2 separate regions of the Triticum aestivum genome follow, and region 2 is linked to region 1. Evidence: chromatin contacts called from public Hi-C data. All regions are on one chromosome and are shown on one strand. The core of a region is the stretch at or near the end of the contact, and the rest is flanking DNA. Distances in the headings are between cores, read along the strand shown.

Region 1 (6,518 bases), core at 2,172-4,671:
TATACACTAGGTTCATTTCTAGTGCACATTTAATACTTTTCAAATACACAATTAACATTTTTTTTGAAAATATGTTTTGATGCCATTTTTTTTCATACACATTGTACTATTTTTGTATACATCATGACCATTGTACATTTACATATATATCAGGAACATTTCTTAAAAATGTATTTTTTATGTCTACTTCTTTACATACACCTTCTACATTGTTCTTGTATACATCAGGACATTGTTTCATACATATATAACATTTTTAAATAAATTATTAATATTTTTTCCATATTTACTTTTGATGTCTACTTTTTTCATACACGTTGTACATTTTTTGTACACATTAGAAACATTTTTATATATGTTTAACATTTTTAAATGTATGATAAACAATTTTAATTTTATTTTTTATGTCTATTTTTCAAACACCTTGTACATTTTTGGAATACATCAGGAACATTTTTTATATAGGTTTAACATTTCTTAAGTACATGGTTAATAATTTTTTTCATATTTAAGTTTTGATATCTATTTTTTTCACACACTCTGTACATTTTTCATATACATTAGAAAAAAACTTTCTGTTCATGTTTACAATATTTTCAAATATAAACAAAATAAGGATGGACAGGGTGGGTCGCGCCCAACCGGCTATCTCCCTCAGTTGCAACCAACAAACCTGGGTTCGACTTGCCACCTTGATAATCCCTGTTTGTGAACAATTGATGCATTGTGTTGTTGCGGCGGTTTAAAATAGACTGGGACGATTTTGGGGATTGGTAGTTCAGAGCTCGACTTAGCTTTTCCCCCACAAGTTCAAAGTTTGTCCCTGACTGAGGGGCAATCCATCGTGCGTGGTCGCCAATGTCCTAAACAATTGATGTTTTGTGTTGTCGCGGCGCTTCGGCACGCCAATTCCTATTTGAAGCATTAGTTGCTAGATCGCACAAAATGCTAGGGATTTGGGTCGACCCATTTAGTATGTCCTGGTTACTCTAATTATAGAAACATTATAGAATGTGTTGGTTTTTTCTTTATCTGTCGGTTTTTAGGGCTTTTTTTTCAAAAAATGTTCAGAATTTAAAAAATGGTAGTGTTTTTAGAATTAGTTAATGTTTTAAAAAATATTCAAAATTTCAAAAAACACTCCTGTTATTTTCTAAATATTAGTTCATTAAAAAATCATGTTTTAATAAAATGTTGGTGTTTCCAAAAAATCATATTTTTTAATAATATCACAAATTTTAAAAATTGTTCATTTTTTTAAATATTCGCATTTCCACAAATGATTGAAATTTAAAAAATTGTGCATGTTTTCAAGTTTTCAAAAAATGATAAAAATAAGAAAAACATTAAAAACCAATTGCTACAATGACAATGCTTGTCACAGTAAAGAAAGGCTATGCACGACTCTGTGCGTCTGGCCGACGGCACAAAAAGTGTCCAATAGGAGCTCCCATTTGCCACACCTTGGTGGTGCGAGCGGCAACGGGAATCTGGTGCACCGGGGCAATTGGTGCTACCGGTGCACCGGACCCCGTTGCACATACAAAAATATTCGAAAAAATAAAATAAAAGTTTAGTGCATTGACACAACATCAATGTATGCTGTCACAAAAATTCAAATCAAAATTTGAAACATTTCTCAAGATATAAAAATGACAAATTTGACATTAGTGTGCTAATGCGCCAAAACTAAAGCCCAACTTGTGTATGTACTATTAAGTGTCAAATTTGTCATTTCTTTATCTCAAGCAATGTTTTGATTTTTGATTTGAATTTTTATGAGATCATACATCGATGTTGTGTCAATGCACTAATTTTTTCTGAAATTTTTCAAACATTTTTGAATGTGCAACAGGTGAACGGTGCACCGGTAGAACTAATTGCCCTGGTGCACCAGATACATCCCCACGGCAACGGGAGCTACTCTTCAACGCATTTAGCACGAATAGAAGGTGGTGCATCTGAGTGGGCCGCGACCCAGTATCTTACATTGCGCTTGCTCCTCCGCTCATTTGCCTCATGCAGTCAATGCCTCCTTAGTTGTTTGCTTCTTTTGGCTCGTTTTCTACGCCTGATAGTCTTTTGTCACCGGAAAAACAGGTTGTTTTTTCTTAAGTTTGAAAAAAGTCGGCCGAATTTAAAATGCTAGTAAATTATGAAAAACTTTGTTAATGCAAAAAAAATGTGAATTCAATATTATGCATTCAAAAAGGGTTCACAAATTTGAAAAAAATATCACAGATTAAATACACTTTTTAAGAATATGATGGAAGATTTCAAAAGTTCATGTTCAACACTTATTTAAATACACACTGAACATTTCTTTGAGAATACGATGAGCATTTACATTTTTTTGTAAAATTACACAATGAACATGAACAGATTTTTTACAAAAAGCATTTTTGAAAAATACTTTAACCTTTTGTTACACACGTGAACGTCCTTTTTTTGTAATACATGAAATTTTCTTTTGAGTGGTGAGAACACATTTAGCAAGAGTTGAACAATATCATAACACGTTCATGATCAATTTGTTCAGAATCTTACATCTTCCACAAAATTGTGCATGTATCTCATTGAAAATGTCCGTGCATGTGTATTTTTCTAAAAATGTCTATGTTTATAAAACAATAACTAAAATTAAAAGGCAGAAAAGAAGGGTGAAATGCAGAAGGAAAGGAAATAAGAAAGAAGAAAAGGAAAAAAATAAAACAGAGAAATTAAATATAATAAAAAGAACAAGAAAGGAAATAAAACCAGAACAATAAAAAACCAAGGGGAAAATAAAGGACCCTCATAAGTGCCATACGTGTGGCACGAACATGGCAACTCTGAACGTTTTTATGGCAAGCTTAGTGACGCAAGGCTGGCAACTTTAGTTGTCAAGCATATCAACTTCTTTTCAGATGACAAGTTTTCGTTTTTTTTGGTTTGTTTTTCTTTCGGATGGCACCTTAGTTGTAAAAACCGTCAAGGGCGAAGTGTTTCGTGCCACACGTGTGGCATTTATCATTTAAGAAAAATAAAAGCAGGGCATAAAACTGAGCTACTCCCTCCGTTCCTAAATACTTGTCTTTTTAGGCATTTCAACAAGTGACTACATACGGAGCAAACTGAGTGAATCTACACTCTAAAATATGTCTACATACATCCGTATTTGGTAGTCATTTGAAATGTCTAGAAAGACAAATATTTAGGAACGGAGGGAGTATTTGCTAAAAAAACCGGATTTGATAAAAACGTAAGCGAAACGTGCCAAACTGTTTTTTTTAGGGGAGGGTGCCAAACTGTTTATTACGCTGGGAACCGCTCTGACCGTCTCGTGCTATTGGCCGGCCCGCTTATCCGGTTCTCACGGTCTCACCAAGCCCAGCCCAGCCCAGACCAGGTGCTCTCTATTCTCTCTTCCTTTTTTTTTGCCTTTTCTTCCCCGCAAAGAAAGAAAAAACGGAGCAGAACCCCAGAGAGAACAGAGAGAACAGAGAGAGAGAGAGAGAGAGAGAGAGAGAGAGAGGAAGAAGAGAGCCTGAGCAGCGACGATGGCGAGCTCGATGACGAAGAAGGAGATCGGGCAGACCCACGACGTGCTCCGCTTCGGCGTCAACGACAGCGTCAGGGGCGACCTCGCGCCGCCGCACCCCGTCCAGGCCACCATCCATAAGGTTCGTCCCCCCCGGGCCCTCGAAACCCTAGCTCTGAATCTGACTGTTTCGTGGGTACGCGCCGTGCAGGAGACCAAGTTCTGGGACGACAAGAAGAGGTTCGGGACCGAGGCCATCTACGGGTCCGCCTTCAACATCCGCAAGGATCTGGACGCACAAATCCTCTCCAGGTTCGCTCTCCCGCTGCCCACACCTTTTCCCCTCCTGGAAATAGGTTTTGGCTAACTACTAAGAGTCATTGGTAGCCGATGTGGTCATTCATAATTTTTTAGCCATCTGATTGGGCAGCTGCAATTTGTTGGAATCATGAATTTGACCTTACTGTGAGAACGAGATGTGCTGATTTCTTGTACTTCTAGTCCATGTGTTAATATCTCGGAAATTCGATACGGGTCGTTTATATGCTCTCATTATCCAGATCACATGAATTGGTACCAATTAGGATCGTCTTCCGGAAATTCGATATGGGACGTATTCTTCTGGTGGCCAGGCACACTGCAGTTGGTACCAATTAGGATTTTCTTAGGTGCGGCCCTTCACATCATCCTTATGAACTCCATGAACACCCATTCCAAGGTCTCAACCTGCTCATAGTACACCTCATACATAGTATTACACTTTTGAAGTGATAGTCTACAACAACAAATAGCACGGATGGCGGGTCGTTCAAGTTGGTTCTACAAGTTGTGTTGAACGTGATTACGTCATCAAAGAACTTGTACTGCATCCTACAATTCCCGCTCTTCCACTACATCAGATTCTTTATCCAACTCTCCAAATTTGCATGAACCTTAAACAAGAATTCTGGATCCTTGGCTCCAATCTCTTCAAAAACCTCTAGTGTCTTCCTCACATCAGATCTGCTTTATCTTTGCTTATCTGCCCACGCAGGTTCCTAAGATTATTCTGTTTTGTTTTTCCAAGGGAAAAAGATTATTCGTTTCAGCAACAAACTATCTTACCTGCAAATTGAATCTACCGGGAAATCCATCGGTTCACCCGCTATCTTCTTCGTGTACGTTAGGTCGACACCTTCCCACGTTTGTTTGTCATGTTGAGGGCCTCTCCCCTGCAACATTAAGACGAAGGAGTGGAGCAATGGGTGTAGGCACCGAAAGCCACATGCCATCAGGATCGCATGATTTTTATTCTATAACATGGTCCATCTACGAGGCATTACCTGCACCATCGATACATGATTTTTGGTAAAGGAGGTGCTCCATCCTTCAAACGGGCCTGCCAGAGCATAGCTCAGAACGTCAGTATGGGCTACCACCGCAGATGTATAAAAGAAAATAGCTGTTTCAGTACGCCAATTTATGTCGCTCGCCCTGCTAGTACAAATCATATTGGCATGGATCCACACTGGAGATCGTCTGGCCCACCTAATAGGATCATTTACTCGTACGAGCCATAACGCCGTGCCCATATCTTCGCTGTTGGTAGTGATATGCGTGTTTTCTCTCTGTTAGATAGCCCCTCAGCAACTATGTAGTCATGTTAGTAATATGTGTACTTTCTCTGTGCTAAATAGCTCTCACTGCAACTATGCAGTGATCTTAGGTTTTGTTCAATCTGGATTGAGTAGGCAGCAATTGAGCAGGCGTTGGGATACTAGGTTTGATTTTGTGAGGTTTTTCATCATGTTGTAAAGATTTTTCTGCACAAAACGGTAAAATAAAATGTAGTGCTTTCTTTTGCTGTAAATGTATTCATATTTGTCGTGTGACATTTTGTTTGCACGAAGTTTGTTTTCTGGTATGGTACAGTTACTTGTTAAGTTCTTGTGCTGCATGTTTGGTTGTATCTAAATCTGCATGCTTGTGTGCTTAAATGATTAATTGCCATATTATGACTGGTACTTGAGGTCTTCTGTTAGTCTTTTCATCCAAGAGTATTTCCATAGAATAGATCAAGCACATGGGTTTGCTACCCTAGGAATAACTGAATCTCTTCTGTTTGAATGCACAAACATGTCTTGAGGTTTTTATCTGTCCACATGTTCCTTCTAGCAATTAGTACATCAATCCAAGGACAAGAGAGGGCAGAGAACATGCGAGTTACAATTTGTTTATACGCTTTTGAACTTCATGTGTACTTGTCCTAAAAAATAATTCTTAAGAATATATAGGCGTTAAGCTCTTTTGTCTCACACTAGAAATGTTTGATTGATGACTTGTGTGTTTCCAGGTTCCAAAGGCCCCCAGGTGCATTGCCATCATCGATGCTAGGATATGAGGCAATGACAGGTTCCTTGGATGATTTTGGATTTGAAGATTACCTTAACTGTAAGGATTGCCATCCTTTTGTTCTGCATCAATCTCTTGCTTTGCTGCTTCATAACTCTGCAAGCATTCGTGCAAAACTTGCTAGTAATGAATTGATTAGTTGGAGTTAGGACTTAGGATGGACTGTTATCTTTAAACTTCTCAGCTTTTCTGAGTACTAGCTTCTTTGTTCACAGTGCAAGTGTGCAACACACTCGAGCAAAATTTATTGACCTGATGGGGGTGTGATCCTGGAACAAACGATTTCTTGGGAAATCAAGATTTTTTGATCTATTAAAATGGTTCTGTTGCTCATTTTGCATACCTCTGGTTGCTTACATCAGCACAGATTTGTGCTGTAGAATATACTCGAGGAGATCATTATTGTGTTATTAAAAACAACAACTGTATTTACAAGGTAGGTAGCTAATGGTTCTCATTCTATTTTAGAGGAATATATTCAATAGCTGACGACGAAGTGTTTTCAGTAAACGAACCATGTTCATCATTTTTCCTCTGTGCAGGAATATGGTGCCCCTTATTTAGTTTTAAAATAGCTTAGCTAGGCATATGGTTTCTATTCTAATAG
Region 2 (6,363 bases), core at 2,299-4,798, 170 kb before region 1:
ATTTCTGAAAGTTGCGTTGGCTAAATTCCTTTCCTAAATTGCTAATTGCCCACTGTCTTTTCAGATCATATCTGTCGGAAGGCGGAGGTTCGGCGCGAACTTTCAGCTGTTCTTCCGTCTGATCAAGTTCATGATATTCGTTTCGTTCTTCGCTATTTTGGTTGTGCTGATAGTTCTGCTTCACATGACTATTAAAGACATACTTGTATGCTTCCTGGCATTCTTGCCCACCGGATGGGGAATACTACTGGTCAGTCTTTCTCTTGCTTGTGTCTGCTTCATCATATATACTAGTACTGTAATGACGGTGGCATGCTTGCTTCTGTTTCATCTATTTTCTTACTGTTGCTCTGTTATCACTTCCAGATTGCACAAGCTTGCAGGCCTCTTTTCCGGGTCACGGGGCTATGGGGATCTGTCCGAGCCCTTGCGCGGGCGTACGAGGTTATCATGGGGATGCTTCTGTTCACACCAATTACTGTCCTGTCATGGTTCCCCTTCGTCTCCGAGTTCCAGACGCGGATGCTGTTCAACCAGGCATTCAGTAGAGGACTGCAGATTTCCCGGATTCTTGGCGGTCAGAAGAAGGAGAGGGCCGCTAGCACCAAAGACTAACGCCCTGTTCGGAATCGCGCCGCTCCACAACTCCGCTCCCGGAGCGGGCGGAGCTGCAGTTTCCCGGCTTCGCGGATTCTGGTAGTGGGTGGGTTGCTGAACAGGGCCTAAATTAGCTCTTCTGCCCAATTGCCTGCCATTTTCAAGATCTAGGACTTTTGCCATAAAAAAATATAGTACTACTTGGGAATACATAGGTTGTAAATATATTCCAGGATATAGAATATTTCGTGCGATTACAGCTTCATACAAGTTGTGAAATATATCTCTTCAGTCTTCACTGCTAATTGCAATGTAAGGAATTGTAGTCGTTGGATATTGCCATTTTTTCTTGTGTGAATACTACAGCAAGTGTTAATACGGACACTTTAGCAGTTGCGGTGAGTTGGGAACATCTGTCCTTGAGTACATTGATCATGTGATGCAGCACCACATCGGTAGATGCGTGGTGTTACCTTTTCCCGCGTGCTACGGTGATCATTTCTTTCTCCCTGCAGTTGTGCAACTACAAGTACTGGCACACTTCACATAGTGTACGTATGCCTTAATTTCTCGGTTGTAATGAAAGTAGCTCCAGCATCATGATCTGATTTACCTGCTGATGATTATTTATCCGTGCATGTTAGTATGTGTCCTTGGTTCTTACTGCAGAGTTTAGTATGTTTGGGTCTACTTGCCGTTAATTATTTTTCAGAAGAGACAGTGGTCCTCAACTTGCGAGCCGTCTGGTCCGGTGAAATTGATCGGAATCCGTAGGAACTGACAGCGCCAGCTCATCCGGATCGAGCTTCGAGTTTTTTTTTTTTTGAGGGGAGGATCGAGCTTCGAGTGGAATGGCATGGCAGGCGCACTCGCTATTCTGGGCCTCACCCTCATCGCCCCGGATTTTGAAGCGCCCGGCAAATGGGCTCTGCTGCATGTGGTGGGCCTGCCTGCTCAGCAGCAAGGACGACCTCGATCCAAGGACAAAGAGGAGTAAAAACTCGAGAGCGAGCCACATGCATGATCTGCTCCATCCAATTTACAATTCCATAGTGCAGCGTGTAAAGTCGCCGCCGTATCGTCGGGTGTTGTTTATCCATGGAGCGTGAGTGGTGCGCGGAAATGGCAATGGCTGTGTCGGTGTGGCTGCTCTGTAACGGCTTCGTGTTCCCGAAACCATCACGTAAAAAGAACAAGATGTATTGTACACATGCTTTCATGAATTACACGGAGAAATTGCTGCGGCTCATGCAATCAAGTTGAATCAACAATCCATGGCTGAGAGAGGAGGAGGGCAGGAAGAATGTGATGGGCTGACGAGGAATGTGGCCGGAATGGGATGTGCGGCACATCCCATTATCACAGTAGAGACGCGAGCACGGCGGAGCACGCGGCCGCGGCGAGCGCGCCGATCGTCCGCGACGTGACGACGGTGGCAGACGACGCCTTGACGTCCTTGTGAACGTGGTCCGCGGCGGCCTCCGACGGGGCGTCGGCCGGTGGCGGCGCGGGCGGGGAGCTCGGCGTTGCGTCCGCGGGGGACGGCGCCGGCGCGGGCGTCGGCGAGGGGGCCTCCGCGGGCGCGCCGGCGAAGAGCTCCAGGGGCATCAGGAGGCGGTCCACCGTGAGCACGCACACGGGCGTGTCGTCCAGGACCGTCTCGGCCACGCGGGACTTGCGGAGGCCGGTGTCGAGCGACACGTCGTCGCCGCGGGCCACCACCGACACGTTGTACTTCCCGCCCGCGGTGGACGCCAGCGTGCGGAACGGCCGGGCCGACGCCTTCACCAGCTTCAGCGACGGCCTCGGGTTGTACCCCGGCAGCGCGTGGTACCGCAGCAGCGCGACGAGGTCGGCGCGGGGCATCGCGTCCACGTCCGGCGCGCCCTTGCCCAGGAACGCGTCGTCCTTGGGCGCGAACAGGGTCAGCCCGGCCTCGTCCGCCATCGCCGCCTGGTAGTCCTTGAGCACGCCGGAGCTGGCGATGAGCTCTGCGAAGCGCTTGCAGCCGGCCCTCTCCAGCAGCTTGGTGAGGTTGGAGACGGAGGGCCCTTCGAAGAGGCCGTCGAACTCGATGGGCGCCGTGACCTCCAGCACCGCGAAGTCGTACTGCGTCTGCTTGAGCGCCTTGGCGAAGGTGGCGTCGTAGGCGTCGCCGGGGCTGGCGGCGGACGCGAAGCCGAAGCCGCCGCCCTCCAGCTTGGCCATCTTGACGCTGCCCGTGGCGCTGGTGGCCGCGCCGCCCGCGGCCTGGTAGAAGGTGTCGGTGAGCGTGTCGGCGCCGGCGGGGAGGGCTTTCAGCTTCTTGACGTCCCAGTAGTCGAGCAGCGCGTGGAGGCGCAGCGCGTTCTTGATGGCGCCCAGGTCGGCCCCGGCGTCCGACACCAGCGTGGACATGGCGCCGTCGCCGAGGACCAGCACCGTGACCCCCGCGCGCGCGTTGATCTCGTCGCACACCCGCGTCTCCGTCAGGTACTGGTTGTACTGCTTGTACTCCGGGTGGCCGCTGAGGAAGGACGTGATGTTGTGCGCGATCCCCGCCGACATCCCCCTCGCCGTCGCCGCCGGCGCCATGCCGCAGCAGCAGGCCAGGAGGACCACGGCCACCACGCGCCGCAGCTGCGCCCCCGCCATGGCCGAGCTCAGTAGTGGCCGACGCACTGATGATGGATCGATGGCGCTGAAATGGACCGAGCACCTAAGCTGGCTGGCTAGCCGGAGTGAGCTGTGAGCACGCGGGGAGCGTGAGGATAAAATGAGCAATGGCTTGTGGGCAACTAACTAACGAATTATGTATGGTTCATGGGCGGTTGGTGAGGTTTGGGGTGTGCAAATTGCAAGGCGGGCGAGCACATTGACATGTGAGGGCGCGGGAGCGCGAGCGATTGGAGGGCTGGCTGGCTACCGGTGGTAGGGACGACGATGGCACTTGGCACGGCGTGTCTCCTCCATTCCTAGCCGTTTTTATTTGGTGGTGGTCATTGCGCTCCATTATGCGTCGGCCGGTCTATTCTAATACAAACTTGTTGATAAAAAGAGGATTGATAACAAGGTGATGGTATTCGGCAGTTTGGCTCTCGCTCTCTCGTGTCTACGTATAAGAAATAATAGTGTGGCCGTTAGGGTGGAGACATCGATCCGAAGATTGATCAGTGCTGACAACGTGGCCCATAGGCTAGCAGTGGAATCCGAGGCGAGTCAGCTCTGTTTTCCTCTCTGTACATAGTAGTATTGCAAGTTGCACCGGTGAAAGCACAGGACAGGTGCGCACGTGCTCAGTCATTAGTTTTCTCGTCGATTCTTACGACTCACTTTATTTACGGTTTCGGCTGAGTCTGCTTCTTTGTCACGTAAGTAGATCGGCGAAGCATCAAAGCATCTCCAACAGCCGTGCTAAAAGATAGTTTGCAGTACGTCACCTAAAAAAGTGCGGCGGGCAGCGCTGCCTCCAGCAGCCGCGTTAAAATTTAGCGTGCGCGTAGTTTCAGCAACCACGCTAAAATGCAGCACGCGCTATCGCACGAACATTGCGTACATATTTTTAAATAGTAAATAAAATTCATAGATATATTTTACATAGTTCCATAGTATAGATAGATAAAACTACTGTGCAACGACATAAAAAAACTACTAGATAGTGCAACTACAACCTACTCCTAGTCGTCGCCATCATCATCATCATCCCTGGTCTGGTCCGAGGTATCGAGCCACATGTCGTCCCAATGAGGATCATTAGCCGAAAAGATCGATTGCCCACCATTTTCAACGATATCGCACTACGATAGCGCCAGGGCCTTCCGCCGACGCCTCTCCAACCGATCTGCGTGGCGCTTTGCCGTCCTCTCCGCCCAGTAGGCTTGCTCGTTGGCGACGTCCTCCGGGTGGCGCCGGCGCCACTCTGCCATGCCTCGCTCGTCCTCCTCTGTGATGAGAAGGCGGCGCTGCCGCCGAGTGTGCTCCTCACGGTCCTGGTCCGTGATAAGACGAGGCGGAGGGGCATCGTCCTGCGCCTGCTGGCGCGTGTAGACGTCCTGGAAGTTCATCTGCGAGCGCGGCTTGTCTAGGCGCCACGCCGCCGCGTCGTACGCGCGGGCGGCCTCGTGCGCAGTCTCGAAGGTGCCGAGGCCGAGCCGGACGTCGCCGGACCGGATCTCGGCGTAGTACCAGCCGTTGGGGCGCTGGCGGACGCTGCGGTAGCCCGACGCTCCTCGGCGGCGCGGCGGCATGGTGGCGCGTCGGTGGCGGGGCGCTGGAGCGGCGAGGAAGCGGGGGAGGCGCGCGTGGCAGTGTGGATAGCCGCGTGGCGAGCGCCGCAATTTAGGCTGGCCATAGTGGGGGTAACATAAGTAGTATCATGCACTTGGGACTCGCAAACATGCTTATGTGGCAGGCAATTAAAGAAGAGAGATGGTTATAGTAACATAGGTAGATACTGTAACGTAATAAATGTGATGCTACTATGTGTCATGCATGGCAATAAATGAGACCACTTATGATATTAATCTATGATACTATGCACTATAAAGGTAGTAACATAGACTAGTAACATATGCATGTTATTAGTCTAAGTTACTCCCCACTATGACCAGCCTTATAGGCGCGCCGGAAGCGGTGCGCCAAAAGTAGCGGGCGAGCTGCCGCCTTTTCCCCCGCGCGCAATCCTTCCTTGCGCGCGCTAGTTTCCCGCCACCACTGGAGCGCGCGAAAACGTCCCCTGCGCTAAAAACCTAGTTTATCACGCGGGCGCCTTTTGACGCGGCTGTTGGAGATGCTCTCAGCAACGTGTGAGGCAGAGTTCGGTGGGGGCTTCCGTCCGGTCTCAACGTTCTTATTTAGCACACGACCACGGATAAGGGGATGATAATAGTATGTCCCGTTAGCATGTCCCCATCCACGTAGAATCTCGACCGATTTTGAGCACCTCACATTGAGACGGCGAGGATTCTTCTTCTTCTTCTTCTCAACTGTGAGCGGAGAGCATGCCCGTCATACTGCCGCTCGCCGCTCCCGTGATCAGGTCGCGTTAACCACGGTCGTCTGATCGTCTAACTGTTGTACGTCAGTTCGAGCCGCTCCCCCCCCCCCCGCCCCACATTGGGCTAATTTGGTAGCAGCCGAGTCAAAACCAGGGCAGCAAACCCCAGCCGGGGGAATTTTCATGGCATATGAGATCCCCTTCCACCACAGGGAGATTTCCCCAATCTTGTTTATCATTTGGACGTTCGGTGACCAGGAGACAACGCCCCAGGTCGCTAGGTGCCCCCCCTAAAAAAAGGTCGCTAGGTGGGCGTCGATCGCGTCAGAGAAGCGGATGCGTGGATTTTCTCTCCGACCTCACGAGGCGTGGATTGCGGGAGCAGCTAGTTAACGAGCGCTCCTTCGGAGCGTTCGTAACGAGCGGTTCGGGAGCGCTCCGCGCGTGACAAGTGTCGCGCGCGGAGCGCTCCCGCAAGGGAAAACCAGTTGCGCGGTTGGTTTCCGGTTTTCCCTTTCTGGTTTGTAGTTTGGTGCGTTTTGTAGTTTGACCCTCGAACTACCAGAATTTTCTGTTTTCCCTTTCCGCGCGAAAACACAAAAAAATACCAGCTCGCGCGGTTGGTTCCCTGTTTCCCTTTCCCGTTTCCCTTTTTGTTCCCATTATATTTCCGGGTAATGGAGATTTATGAGGTAGTTACGGGCGGGGACTACCAACACTATCAAATGTCACCTTTCAAGTAAAAAAAAGCAACTTTTTAATGTAAAACAGCAGTCTCCAGAGTCATTCAA

What was found. A called contact is a pair of places that touch in the nucleus more often than the background predicts.
Region 2: a Hi-C map of leaf shows a contact between it and region 1, with 4 times the contacts expected there. The contact joins the promoter of LOC100037651 here to the promoter of LOC123098834 in region 1. A contact is called at or near these places in 2 of 5 Hi-C or Micro-C datasets (both in leaf).

Annotation. Positions count from the first base shown.
Region 1 is chr4D:482,655,998-482,662,515 of IWGSC CS RefSeq v2.1, reverse strand. LOC123098834 (cyclin-B1-2) reads left to right here and starts at 3,421. Exons shown (of 4, transcript XM_044520910.1): 1 at 3,421-3,662; 2 at 3,732-3,832; 3 at 5,853-5,950. The coding sequence starts at 3,540.
Region 2 is chr4D:482,826,773-482,833,135 of IWGSC CS RefSeq v2.1, reverse strand. LOC100037651 (fasciclin-like arabinogalactan protein 8) reads right to left here and starts at 3,548. Exons shown (of 1, transcript XM_044520911.1): 1 at 1,782-3,548. The coding sequence starts at 3,231. The coding sequence ends at 1,957. LOC123098836 (callose synthase 3) reads left to right here. Exons shown (of 43, transcript XM_044520912.1): 42 at 65-250; 43 at 367-975. The coding sequence ends at 615.